Regions from separate parts of the Mus musculus genome. Here all the other regions are linked to region 2. A link is a contact called in public HiCAR-type and promoter capture Hi-C data. All regions are on one chromosome and are shown on one strand. The core of a region is the stretch at or near the end of the contact, and the rest is flanking DNA. Distances in the headings are between cores, read along the strand shown. Region 1 holds the start of Syne2 (spectrin repeat containing, nuclear envelope 2). Region 2 holds the start of Fntb (farnesyltransferase, CAAX box, beta). Region 3 holds the start of Gphn (gephyrin).

Region 1 (4,814 bases), core at 1,055-3,554, 1.0 Mb after region 2:
AATGCAACCTGCATACTCAATAAATACTTACGGATGAGCAAGATAACCACAGGCTATACGTACATTCACAATAAGCACCTCACGAATGACCACTTGTATTATTTGGGTCTCCCAGTGTCCAGCCCAGTGGTTGGCACATTGCAAGAGCCTATTGGCAGATATGAATGTTTGTGAAATTACTGGAAATCGCTACTTAGACACATGATGAGTCACAGCCAATAAATGATAAGTAGCTTTTCGTCCCTGGCAGTTGCTAGAATGGGACCTATTCTGCTTTGAATCCTCCAGTAAACTTTCACTGGTGCTACTGAGGGCACACAAGACTCAACCCCCTGTGACTCAGCCCTGTAAACACAGGCAGTATCCAGCAACACCATTAGCCCGAGTCCATTGAAACGCTAATAACATTTCTAAGTGGGTAAACTTACTCTTTTTTTTTAAAGAGAGAGACTCTTACTGTATCAGATAAGTTGATCCAAAGTGGTTTAATTTGGGATTTTTAAACATTCAAATAGAAGCTGTTAAATCATGAACTGGTGGCTGAAAGTTGTAATTCCAGCACCTGGGCTGGAATAAGGAGCTCAAAGCCAGGTTCAATTATGTAACAAATTCAAGGCTATCCTTGATTACCAGAGACCCTGTATCCAAACAAAACCAAATGGAAGAAGCTTTTTAACTCAACTAGGTAGGCAAAGACCAAAACCCTTCCAAGGTTTACTCATTTTTATCTTCGCCAGCGTCTTCACTAATAAAACTTTATGTGTATTACACCTGTTCCCACCACCCCGAGTGTGTGTGTGTGGGGGGGGGGGTGTTGCAGAGGAGGAGGCAGCTGACAGGCAGGACAGAGGCCACACAGTAGCCACCGCAGGGAAAGCCTTTGGAAGTCTTGAGAATTTTCCAGAAAGAAAACTGGAGCCCCAGTCATGCGTTGAAGCGTGTAAACACGTCAAAAATCCTAGGCCATAAAAACCGAATGCTCCTTCTCCCATGATGGCGTTTACTGGAACGGGAGCTGCGAGGAGGCCAGGTCTGCTTAACTGTGCCCCCACCCGAACATTCGAGCTCAGCCACAGAATTACCTCCAGCAAGAGCTTTGGGGGATGGAAACTTTTAGGGAAGCAGGTGGAGTTGCTTCAAATAAAACTTTTCAAACATTTGTTAAGTCCCACGGTTACTGAGAGCCTCCCCGGTTTGCCTCGAGCTACTACATGGTGCCTGTGCACAACCGCGCCTGCTGCCACTCCGTCCCGACGCTCCCTTCCACTAGGGGAGGGGAAAACAACTTTCGGAAATAAGGCGCGTCCACAAAGGCAAGTGTTACACTGGACTTCTCCACCTCCATCTCAGGCAGCGGCTCCTGTGGCCAGCAGCCCTGGATGCAATCCACGGGCCCCCTCCCACACTGGGCATCTTTTCAGACCTCAAGAGAGAGACCGTAAGGAGGACCAGGTGCTACCGTCAGACCCTAAAGGCAATTGTACAGACAACAAAGACCGCAAGCGATCAAAATGGAATTATAATCCCCGCGGTCCCAGCGCCCCCTCTCCGCCCGCCGAGACTCAGGGCCGCCGCGCCCGCCTCTTCTCTTCCAACGCAAGGGTCCCGCGTCCTGTCCACAGTGTGCGCCCCGGCTGCAGGTTCTCCGGTCCCCGGGGCTAGCCTCCCGCCGCCCGTGGTTTTGCAATCTCTGCGCCGCGGCTTCAGTGTTCTAACACCCGGTTCGAAATCTTTCCCGCCCAGGCGTGACGCGAGGAATGCAAACAATCAGCCGAGCGCGCCCGCCTGGACCGGGATAGGGGGACAGTGGGGAGTCCCGGGGCCGAGCTGGGTGCACCCGCGGGCCGGGCCCGGAGGTGACACAAAGAAGCCCGGGACACCAACGCCAATCGCTGGCGCTCGCCGCGATCCCCAGGGTGCCCCGCCCGCCGCTAAGTTTACAGCGCCCCGCGCGCCCCGCTGTCCCCTCCCGGGTGAAGTTTCCCACGGCCCAGCTGGGAGCCGGGCATCCAGAGACTCCCGTGGGCCCCCCGGGCTCCCCGCTGGGCTCTGGGGACTCCGCAGGGCTCGTGCCCGCCTCTTCCCCGCCCTCCCGCTCTCGCAGGGCGCTTTAGGGCGCGGAGCCCCCCGCGGCTGCGCTCACCGTTGTCTGCCCGGCCGGGAGGCGAGGGCCGGAGTTCGACCCGACCTACTCCGCGCCCCCCTCGCCTCGCTGCCTCGATGGCGCCCCTCGATCGCTCTCCCGCTCGCTCTTCCGTGCGGCCGAAGGCTTGCGGCGCAGCCGAGCGCGCTCCGCTCTGGACTGGAGGCTACAGACCACGCCCCGCGCCCTCCCGGCCCGCCCAGTCCCGCGCTCGCCGCCGCCCGGAGCAGCGCACTGGGGGCGGAGCCGCCTCCCTGCGGCCACCGCAACTTTCCCTCCGCCTTACAGACCCTTGCAGGTGGCGGGAGTGAGGAACTAACTCCGAACGCAGGTTCACGAGCCTCCGCCTCCGTGCCTACCCGCAGCTGGAGACAAAGGGGAGGCCGACTCTCCTAGAACACTTTTCAGGCGGGTTTCACTTCTTCACGGTGGGTGGATGCCTAGATCTACAAATCAGCGAGCCGACCGCGATCCGGTCCTTGAACCCAGGTGGAGCCTTAGAGAAACATGGACTTTTCATCGGCTTCTTAAGAGTGTCAGGAAGCCCAGACCTCGACCTCACCTACGGAGGTAAGATAAGGAGGTGCTTATTTAACAATGCAGATAAGTGACACCCCCCACCCTATTTCCCTGTCCCCCCCCCCCCCGCCCCGCGCGTGCCAGCCTGCAGGATGGGCTGAGGAGAGCCGCCTCAAACAACGACATTCAGGAGAAAGTGGGTCCCTGGGAATCTGTCCTGTAGGTGTCAGTTGGATTTTCCAGCAAATTACTCAATCCTGTGAACTCAGGATGACATCACCTGACTCCCACTCGCGTTTCGAGTCGCTGTTATAGTATTAAGACTCTTGAAGTCAGACACCAACGCATCACTTCACTGTTAAATCACAAAGAGGCAGTGGCCTGAGTTTCTATCGCAATCAAATTTAACTTCATGCAAGTCCCGCCTCATGCATATTGTGTAGCTGCAGAATCTTATCTGGATTGCTTAGTGCGCTACTGATGGCCCAAATTAAATGGTAAGGGTCGAAGATTAAAAGTTTGACGACAGTGGGTTCAGCTAATCCATGTTTCCGGGAAACGTAGGTTTTAATTCTATCCACACTCTCCTCTCTGCGAGTATTGAGGTGACACAAGTAAACTGTGAAAATACATGCTTTATTGTCTTTTTTCGCCGTACTATATCTGCATGGCATTTCTTGTATTCTAGGTTCACTCTGACCTTCCAAGTTCTTAGACTATTTGCTATGCATCCCGTAATGGCTTGGTGGGCGGAGCTCGAGGTGTGGTTCAGTGGGTAGCCTGCTTGCCTAGCTTTGATCCTCAGCACTTCATATAAACATGAAGTGATGGTGCCCACTTGTAATCCAACACTCAGGAGGTGGGGACAGGAGGATTGGGAAATCAAGGCTTGCCTCAGCCACATAGCAAGTCTGAGACCACGATGGGGTACAAAAGACTTTCTCAAAAAATATTTTTTCAAATATATATATTTCAAAATAAATATATAGAATTATATTATTTATCACATATTATATATGAATTATATGCTGTAGAATATATATATGTATTTATAGTTTGCAGCGTGATCTGCTTGTCAGAGTCCTAACAGTTGGAGCAGGAGCTGACTCTGACTCTTTTGCCTGCTTTTGGGACACTTTTTCTCCTACTGGGTTGTCTCATTCAGCCTTAATACAAGTGGAGGTGCCTAGTCTTATTGCAACTTGATATGCCATGTTTGGTTGGTATCCAAGGAAACCCTGACCTTTTTTAAGAGAAACACAGAGGAATAGTTACAGGCAGAGGGGAGATGGGGGAGGGACTGGGAGGAGAAGGGAGGAGGGGAGGGGAAATTGCAGTCAGGAATATATATATATATATATATATATATATATATATATATATATATATATTACATATACATATATACACATATATGCATATATGTGTCTCTCTATATATGGATACAACAATGTTCCATAAAACAAGAAGAGTCTTTCCTTTTTAATCACAGAGTCACTTTCTCTGAAATCACAGAGCCAGTGTCTAGAAGACTTCGGGGTTTGGCTTCAGGATTTATAGAACCACCTACAAAGCATAGCCTCTAATTGCTCTCTGGTCATTCTGTATTTGTTGCTTTCTTCACAGCAAATGTTACAGATCATCATGGCAGCCATGTCAGGAGAAACTGTGAGAAATAATTTCCTGATTACTGCTCCTTTCTAGGCATCCATGCTCTGCGCCCCTAGAGTGAGAGGATGGCTGGCCCAAATCCTGCTACAGCAGTCGAGAGCCTGGAATGTAATGTTTCAGAATGTTCTACAGTATTTCCAATTAGATCCTTCTAATTACCCGTGGTTTCTCTTGGCATACCAATTTGGATGTGAAATTAATAGCTACTTTAAATCTGAGAGTAAGATTGGTGGTGGGATCGCTAGAATAGATCCTCTTCGCTTTGAAGTGAAAATTAAAGCTGTAACGCTAAGCCGACCAAACAACCACACCTACATCATTTGTGCACAACAAGGAGCCTGTAAACAGAGCTCCTTTCCTTCCCTCTCTGGGAAAAATGATCAGTGAACCTGCCAGGCCTACTTCCTCCCAAGAAACCTACACCTCTGGAGTGCTGAGATTACAGGCATGAGCCACCACACCCAGATTTATATAGCACTAG
Region 2 (4,446 bases), core at 1,063-3,562:
ACTTAGCATCCTCCCCAGCCCTGGCCTTGGCCTGGCTCTTTTCAGAGCATCCTGTGTCCATTTTTTTATTGCTCGTAATGCCTACTCAGAAGTTAAGTTGTTTTATCCTTATAGGAACCAAGCAAGGAAGGAACTTCAGCGGTCTACTGAAAAACAGTATATATAATAGACAACAGATCAGAAAACTCACGATGAGATGTTAACTCTCAACACAGATGGTTTTGTAAGTGACAGACTTAACTCTGATTCTGTTTTCTTCATTAGCATCCTGTATACCCTTATCTGCTAAGTCAGCGTTTCTCAACCTGTGGGTCATGACCACCCTGTCACAGGGGTCGCCTTAAGACTATTGGAAAACACAAGCTATTTACATTATGATTCATAACAGTAGCAAGATTACAGTTGTGAAGCTTTTTAAAACAGCTTTATGGTTGGAGTGGCCACAACATGTGGAACTATAGAACTATAGTAAGGGTCACAGCTTTAGGAAGGTTGAGAACCGCTATTCTAAGTCAGATCAGTTAAAGATATAAATGGTGTACGTGTGTGTGTCCTGTTTAACCCTGTAACTTCAAAAGAAAAGGCTTGTAGTTGTCTTATCAACTACAGAAACACCGCTCTACCCAAGTAGTAGAGGCACATGTTCTAGCCCAGAACTTGAGAGGCAGAGGCAGTCAGATCTCTATGAGTTCGAGGCCAGCCTGGTCTACGGAGTAGTTCCAGGCAGCCAATGCTACACAGAGAAACCCTAGCTCGAAAAAACAAACAGACCAAAAAACCCCAAATTGCTCCAAACCCTGCAAAGATTCTGAAGATTTTGTCACTGATGAAAGATTTCTTTGCAATGTTTTATAAAAGTCTTCTGTGGGACACAGTTAACTAGGTTAGAGAGCTGAAGCCAAAAAGTTCCCTTTATTACCCTAAAGCCCACAAGGCATTGACTCAAAGATTAAAACAGTCCCTCTGCTACTAGGTGAATAACCATGTGTCCAATCCCTTGTTCTGTTATGAATCTTTAGGGCAAGAGAGATGGCTCAGTGGGTAGAGGTGCTTCCTATGCAAGCCTGCCAACTTCAGTTGGATCTTCCGAACCCACATATTGTGTGTCCTGGTATCAACACGTACAAACACATGCCATACACACATTCGCACACATAAAAACTGAAATTTTTATACAGTCATTATTTGCTGCTAGTTTTGCCTAAATAGAGGCTCACAGCTTTAAGATAAGATGAAGCCGGTCCCTCCACAGTTAAGCCTGAGTAGTGATCTTAGTAAGATCTTATTTTAGTAAGTGGCTGAATGCCTATTCCTTAGCGACAGGACTCATCCTGACCACTTCTAGTAACAGATGGGTAAACAGCTCTACAACAACCGATTTGGGAACAATTCCAAATGGAGAGTGAGAAAAATGTAAGCTATCAACTCACTACTCACACCTTAAAACACTTTTCAAAATGGCATGTCTGGTACACTCTAGGCCTTAGTGAATCACAAGCAGTTCAAACTCCATACTTTTTTGTGCTTTCCGAACTATACAGTTTTCCAGTCTGTCTTGCCCAACCAGGCTCTTGCCTAGGGGCTGTTATCTTTTTCTGTATTTCCAGCGTTCAACAGCAAGTGCTCAAATGGTTACCCACCACGAGGTAGGCCTCAACCTGACCCAATAGGTCAGAAATTAAATCGATTTAGGGATGACATGACCACAGTCCGGCCGTTCGATCCCCTAGATGTCCGGAAACTGCGAACATGTGAAGAAAAGTGAGCGGTCGGTCCTAGAACCTCAAGACATCTAAACAGAACGGAGCGGACTACCTGGTCCGCCCAGGCTGCTGTGGACTCCAGACACGAAACAAGATCCTTTACAACGTCCGAAGCAGAGAGATCAGGGGTACTGTCCTGTTCTCCAAACCCAGCCCTGACAACAACCCTCTCCTACCCAAGTAAGCCCCGAAAACGCTCCACTCGGAAGCCCCAGTCTGGGCGCCTAGAGCTCGGGGGCGGGGGCGCAGTGCACTACGGGAGTTGTAGTTCCATGGAGAGTTTTGCCCCGAGACGGGCTTACAAAAGGGACTCCTACTCCCAGAAGGCCCCGCGCGGGCGCCTCGCCCAGTCCTGCCACCTCACCTGTTCTATGGATGTGACTGTTTCCACTGAGTCGTCTTGCAACCGCTCCCGCACGTGCTCAGGTCTCAGACTATACAGCGGTTCTGACCAAACAGGGGAGGAAGATGGAGGACAATAATAGGTGAAGGAACTCGAAGAAGCCATGATCGGGAGAGCTGCGAGCGCTGTATAGGACTCAGCTTCATCCAGCAACAACGCGCATTGAAACTCGAGCGGGCTAAGGCGCTACGGAAAGTCCGTAGAGTCAAAAAGATTTTGAACGCGAATCTCTCCTCCCACCTACACATCTTCAAGAAGTGAGTTACTGGGATACTGCCGCCCCCCGTCGGACAGATGAGCTGCTGCAGGAGATCAGCTTTCTGGAGAAAGGAGATCTAGGATGCCTCGGTTCGTTATGCAAATAATAAAAAAGAAAACGTCAACGTTTCGCTCTCGCCTAATTGTAATGCAGTAGCTTGCGATTTCAGCTGTTCAAGAACCCTAAGAATGTAACCTAAAAAAAAAAAAAAAAAAAAAAAGCATTTCTGACATCTCTCTTGAGTACCTCAGTCACGCTATTAACTAATAGAATTACCATGCACCTTTGGGTCCTTGACAGCCTCTTAGGAGAAGCCTCAGCTTTTCTGTGCATTAGCAGAATTGCAGGTCTCAATACTCAGAGATAGAGAAATGTAGTACTGTAATTTTCTCCTTTGGAGGTTACAGTGCAATGGCAGAAACTAAAAGAAACTAAAATACCATAGAAGAAATGAGTGTAAATGCATCATCCAAAGAAATATCAACAAATATTCATGGAGCTCCTGCTACTTGTTCCGTGCCAGAGCCCAGGAATGCAGAAGTGAACAAAATTACAATGCCCTTTTCCTTAGATTACATCTGAATTTCATTTTTGAGGAATAGGCAGAATTAAATAAGTGAACATAAATATTTGACAGCTTCCAATTATGGTATGACAGAAAATAATAATAGAGTCAGGCCTGGACGGGTGGCTCAGCAGGGGCTGCAGCGCCACAGGATTCCAAGCAGCCACCTGGAGACTTACAGCCACCCATAACTCCAGGTCCAGAGGATCTGACGCCCTTTTCTGGCCTCCACAGACAACATACACACAAGTAATGCACATGTGCACATGCAGGCAAAATACCCATACACGTTTTTAATGTTACTGTTTCATATATATATACATACGTATATATTTGAAAATGATTTTTTCATGCAATATATTCAAATCACAGTTTCCCTCACCCAAATCCTCCCAATTTCCCCATCCACCCAACTCCACATCTTCTCTCTCTCTCTCTCTCTCTCTCTCTCTCTCTCTCTCTCTCTCTCTTCAGAAACAATTAAACAAAAAAAGGAAACAAACTAGAACTTTAAAGAAAAGAGAAGGCACAGTAAATACAGGCTCACACACAGAATGAAATTTTTCGAAATTAGAAAGGAAAGAAAATAAAAATGTCTTTGAAACTGACAGAAGAAACTGAGTTCTAATTAAATTTGGTGGCTGAGCCAGACCCTTCTTTCTTTAGGTCTCTTAAGCTGAAAACCAAAGTAGTAGCCATCTATAACAAAACAATGAAGGACAGCAAGAAGACAGAACGGCATTTGAAGGAACATGCCATAAATATACTTGTGCATGCTTCGGTTAATTCTGATAACCCTTGAATGAGTATATCCTTATATACCTCACAAATACAATGTTAGAGTGGTGATTTTAGGAAAGCCCTGTGAGGCTGGAGAGACAGCTTAGTGGTGAAGAACACTTGTTGCTCTTACAGAGGACCTTTTTATTTCCCATCACCCTAACTGGCCACTCACATCTGCCTTCATCTCCAGCTCCAGGGATCCAATGCCCTCTTTTGACCTCTAAAGTACATCTGTACTCATGTGCATCTAACCACACACAGACACACAGGTGTAATTGAAATCTTTATGGGGCTGGAGAGACGGCTCATTGGTAAAGAATATTTGATGCTCTTGCAGAGGACCTGGGTTGGGTTCCCAGAACCCATGTGACATTTCACAACTACCTGTAACTCTTTTAACTCCAGTTCTAGGCTTTTAAACACCCTCTCCTAGTCTCTGCAGACTTTCACACACACATGGTACATATACACACTCAGGCGCGCGCGCACGCACACACACACACACACACACACACACACACACATACACACACACACACTTCAATCTTTAGGAAAAACCTACCACATTTGGACAGCAATAAACAAGGATTTTTTCCAGGATTTACATCAACAGAACTAAACCAGGAGCAGGAGGGTGGTTCAATACAACTTGTTGGACAAGCTTGAGGACCAG
Region 3 (4,605 bases), core at 1,188-3,687, 1.4 Mb before region 2:
TCTCTCCCTGACATTATGCCACCTACCTCTTCACCTGGGCTTTTCAAGGCCTTTATGCTGCATTTTTATTCTGCTCAAGAGCCTCATCTTCAATCACATATTTATTTATAAGGTTGCTGCAACTGACTTTCAACTCCCCTTTAAACTGCCAGTTTCTTCTTGACCCTATTAAACATACTAAATTTTTCTTTCAGGTAATCACATTTTCTGTTAATCAATTTGAACACAGAATCCCCTTAGCATCTATGCCCAAAATTCACAGGCAATATATTTAGACAACTTTTATATAGTAATGATACATTTTTCAACTGATCACTTATCAGTGTTATCCCTATCAGAGCATAGACAAGAGCTGTATCTTCAGAACCACTGTGTGAAACACCTATTGCTGTCAATTGACCAAAATAAAATAATTAACTAAGTAAAAATACAGGGTAAGAGTCAACAAAGCATGCTCTTCAAAAACAAACCATTCAGCTTAAATTTTAAACATCTAGGGCCTTTCGATTTCTACAGACAGCTGACATATTTTTGTTTCTATAAAATTTCACTTTCACTTATCTATTAATTTTCAAAAAACATGGCCAAAATTAAAAGTTAACGGTGGTAAAGGGTGTGAACACTTACACCACACTGTCAGATTCTTTTAAAAAATCAACACGATCAAATCTAGGAATTGTAAGCTACAACTGAGTTTTCATACAAGGAAACAGTTGCTGCAGGGAAAGATGCACTCCATCTGCATATTCTGATTGGGGGGGGGTGTCCTTCCCTGCAACTGATTTAGATCAGTTTCTTTACTCCAGAGGCGTTGATTCGGAAAAATTCAATAAAATGCTACTAACATCTGCAAATATGCATCATGGAAAGGAAGCCCAGTTACTAAAAATGGGAAACAAAAGCAGGGGTATCCTCTTTTCATAAAAGTCAGCAGCTAAATTAAACACTGTAGTCGGTATCTACTGGCAGAATCAAAGATTTGTTTCTACTTTATAATGAAAGCAAGTTTCATTCAATTTAGTTCCTTCCCGGGCATCATCTCAACCTGTCAGAATTCTACAAGAAAAAAAATTTAAATGAAATAGGGAAGACACTAGGATTCCCTTCTACATAGCTTCTTTTTCTGAAACCACATCACTAAGTCTTGGATTTCCTTTACTCCACAGTAAGCCTCAGACTCCAAATATAAATTCTTTAACCCCCGCTTCTCCGTTCAATTACACTTGAACCATGCCAACTACAGAACCTCAGCCGAAACCCCTACAAATAGGTTTGCAATTCATCTTGGAAGTCGTGCCCTGCAGCAACTGTCTATCTCCAAACTCAGGGATATCACCCAAATACAACGCAACGGAATCAGACATGCAGAGCACACACGACTTCCGCGAGGGAGGGAAACGCGACCCGGGAAAAGTGCGCTCCTCACCAGCCTCAGGACCATCCACCGGGGAGTGAGAATGGGAGGGGGGGGGTGTCCCAAAAGGGAGGGGGAGAAAAGAACCCGACAGAGGGAAATCCTTCCTTCTCAAGGGAAAAAAAAAAAAAAAAAAGGCTGGCTCTCCCGGCCACGGGAAGCAGCCGGTCCTCGCGGAGGAGAAGAGGCAGACAGAGAGGGAGGGCCCTGTGCTAGGAAAGGCAGAAGGAAGGCACTTTCCGGGGTCCGGACTAGAGCCTAGCACCCGGCTCCCGGGGGAGGTGAGGAGTGTCCCGTCGTCTGCAGAGGGGACAGCCGGCCGGCGAAGGGGCAGCAGAGGCGGAGCAGAGTTCGCCTGCCGAACCCCGAGTCCTGTCAGGCAGGTGCCATGGGGCCGCCGGGTGGGGGGGGAGGGGAGAAAAGGGGGTGGAGATGGGATTCCCCCCTCTCGGAAGAGCTTTAGTGGAGGAGGCGCCCGGCCAACCCCGAGCAGCGTGCTTCAGACTGCGGAGCAGGAATCCCGCCGCCCGCACCGGCAGCGCGGAGCCCCGCAGCGCCCGCCGCACCGGCCCCTCGGTCCCCGGGGGCCAGAGACTTTGGCTGCTAGGGCTCCGGGGCCTGACACCCCACCGTGCCTGCCCCAGCTCCCCCGGGGAGCACACGGGAACACCCGAATCCTCAGCAGCTCTCAGCGGTTGTAAAATACACCCCCCGGTCCCCCTCCTCAGCCTGCCCTCTTCCCGAGGCCGCAGGGAAGCACCACCGCGGGCGAGAAACCTCCAGCAAGTCGCGGATAGTAGCCGTTGCGGCTCCCCCGGACCTCCTCCCCCCGTTACCTGTGAGGACTCCGACACGGATTTGATGGTCGTGGTTGGTGAGGATCATTCCCTCGGTCGCCATGTTTCCCAGCGCAGTCACCGCACTGACAGGAGCCAGGAGAAGCCGGAGCCCGGAGCGCGCCGGCCGGGAGCGCGCTTGCCTTGGAGAGCGCGAGAGCGAGGGCGCCCGGGGAGCGCGAGGCGAGCGGGAAGGAGGGGGCCGAGCGCCCGGTGGCCTGCGTGGGGTGGGGGGGAGAGGCCGCGCCAGGAGCGCGCGGGTCCGCGGAGGGGGCGGAGTCGGGCCGCGCGACCCCGAGTCCGGCCGGGAGGAAGCGATCCCGGGGTGGGAGTAGCGGCGGCCTCGCGGAAGACAGAGCGCGGAGGCGGCGGGGCAAGGCCGGCGAGACCCAGAGGCTCTGCGGAGTGAGACCCAAGACGCCTGGATGGCAAGAGACTGAGAGGGGGAAAAGGGAGCACACGCTCTGGAGGTTGCGGGGGCGGACTCGGGGACAGGGGCGGAGCTACACCCCGAGGCGTGCAACTCGTGGAGAGTGAGGGGAGGAGTGCGAGCTTGGCTGCGGAGTGCCGGGAGCGGGAAGGAGCCGGCCCAGCCTAGAGTGGGACCCAAGGAACGTTCCTGGGCGCGCGAGTAGCGCGGGATTGGCTGGGCGGACGCGGTGCGGGTGCGCGCGAGGCACGAACGCAGCCTCGGCGGGCCCCAGACAGAAGCAATCCCCCGCCGAGCCGGCAGCCTCGTCAGTTTTCCGCCGCCTCAGGCCGGCCGGCTCTGCCCGCGATGGAGCCACTCCGGACCAGGTGCGGCAGCGAGGTGGGCTCACCTCCTCTGAAGGCACCGGAGAACCTAGAGGTGGCTTAAGGAAGCGGCATGGGTGGCAGAACGGTGGCCGCTGTGACGAGAGTCCCCTCTCGGGCAGAGATAGGTTACCCTGTGCCGCCCCAGCTGTGACCTGCAGTCAATGCTCCCTCTGACTTCGCTTTGGCCCCGCTCGGTGACAGCCTACCACAGACGTCGTAGACGGAGCTTATGTGTCTGCAGCAGGGCACGTGGAGTGGAGATTCCTCTCTCTCTCTCTCTCTCTCTCTCTCTCTCTCTCTCTCTCTCTCTCTCTGTCGTCCCCTAGATGCTGTGACATTTAAGTTTCAGTGTTTCTGGAATATGGAATTACTCTGAAAATGTGGTCATTTAGTTCTGTGTCTTTCATAAAGTGTTATTAGCCACCTCTATTTTGTGTAGGTTTGCTAAATATCCTTTTCTGGCTTAAGTGTGTGTATGTTTTCTCATTTGTTCACCATAGTAAAACCTAAAAGCAAAACAACAACAAAAAAAGTATCAAAACTGTTTAATAATCTGCTCTTAGTCTAAAATCTCAATTATATGGTTATGTGCGGTTTGTATTGTTCCAGTAAGAACATAGCATTACTCATTCTATTCACTAAAGATTCACATTGTGCCTTTATATAAGAGGACAAAGGAAATGATGGGTGGAGTTGAGAAAGGATAAAATAATTCGTTTTTGAAGATATGTATACTAGTATTTCTGGCAGTGGATTAAATTTGTAAGCCAGATCATGAACTCACCTCCCATAATTACTACCAAAGATCCTAGTGGCAAAACAAGTTCTAACTGGTCTCAAAAAGAGGGAGATTGCTGAGAAAGTATGCCCAAATGTGTCACTTATCTCAAACTAAAGATGAAATAAAAATTGTTGATTACATCATAAGCTTTCAAGTCTATTATAGTCTATGTGGTACATGCAAATTCTATATGATTGGGAAAGTTTCTTAGTATTTAGAACTTCTAAACCTGCCCACTAACAGGTTCCTTCAAACTTTAAAGGTTAATAGATTAAATGGGCATGCCCTCCAACTTAGAATAGTTTATAATTTTTTATGGGAAAATAACTAGCACTTTCACAAATCAATAACAGAACACAGGACTTTCTGCATCTATAATAGTAGTAATGGTGAAATTCATTTTCTTTTCTGTACTGTGGCGTGAACTTTGAGCCTCACACACACTAAGCAAGAATTCTACCACTGAACTAAGTCTCTGATTAATTCATTAAAAGGTAGTTGTGTAGGGGGACTATGAAGTCTTAAGATTTCATGGATTACTACATTTTACTAAATATTAGTACTAAGATTACTGAAAAATAATGAAATTATTAGTCAGTTGTAGATGCTTGTTTTCCAGTTATTCAATACATATATTCCTCTCCCAGATTCCATAAGCTATAACAATTAAAATGTATACAAGAAAAACTTTACTGTCCCCAGTTCCCACAATTTTCCTTTCTGTGACTTCCATTTCCATATTATCCATGGTCCAAAAATATTAAATAGAAACTTCA

What was found. Promoter capture Hi-C pulls out the DNA fragments that hold promoters and counts their contacts. HiCAR-type assays count read pairs that join an accessible place to other places.
Region 1: a promoter capture Hi-C map of pre-B cells shows a contact between it and region 2, with 8 times the contacts expected there. The contact joins the promoter of Syne2 here to the promoter of Fntb in region 2.
Region 3: a contact with region 2 is called in a HiCAR-type map of astrocytes, with 3 times the contacts expected there. The contact joins the promoter of Gphn here to the promoter of Fntb in region 2. A contact is called at or near these places in 2 of 39 promoter capture datasets (hippocampal neurons and pre-B cells), 1 of 484 Hi-C or Micro-C datasets (cerebral cortex) and 3 of 115 datasets of contacts at active chromatin or transcription factors (astrocytes, extraembryonic endoderm stem cells and large pre-B cells).

Annotation. Positions count from the first base shown.
Region 1 is chr12:75,815,808-75,820,621 of GRCm38.p6, reverse strand. Syne2 (spectrin repeat containing, nuclear envelope 2) reads right to left here and starts at 2,304. Exons shown (of 116, transcript NM_001005510.2): 1 at 2,144-2,304. It overlaps Gm40447 (collagen alpha-1(II) chain-like), which reads left to right and starts at 994. Exons shown (of 7, transcript XM_011244246.1): 1 at 994-1,125; 2 at 1,271-2,713. The coding sequence starts at 994. The coding sequence ends at 2,539.
Region 2 is chr12:76,835,333-76,839,778 of GRCm38.p6, reverse strand. It overlaps Fntb (farnesyltransferase, CAAX box, beta), which reads right to left and starts at 2,312. Exons shown (of 12, transcript NM_145927.2): 1 at 2,128-2,312. The coding sequence starts at 2,271.
Region 3 is chr12:78,224,487-78,229,091 of GRCm38.p6, reverse strand. Gphn (gephyrin) reads right to left here and starts at 2,437. Exons shown (of 23, transcript NM_145965.2): 1 at 2,251-2,437. The coding sequence starts at 2,314.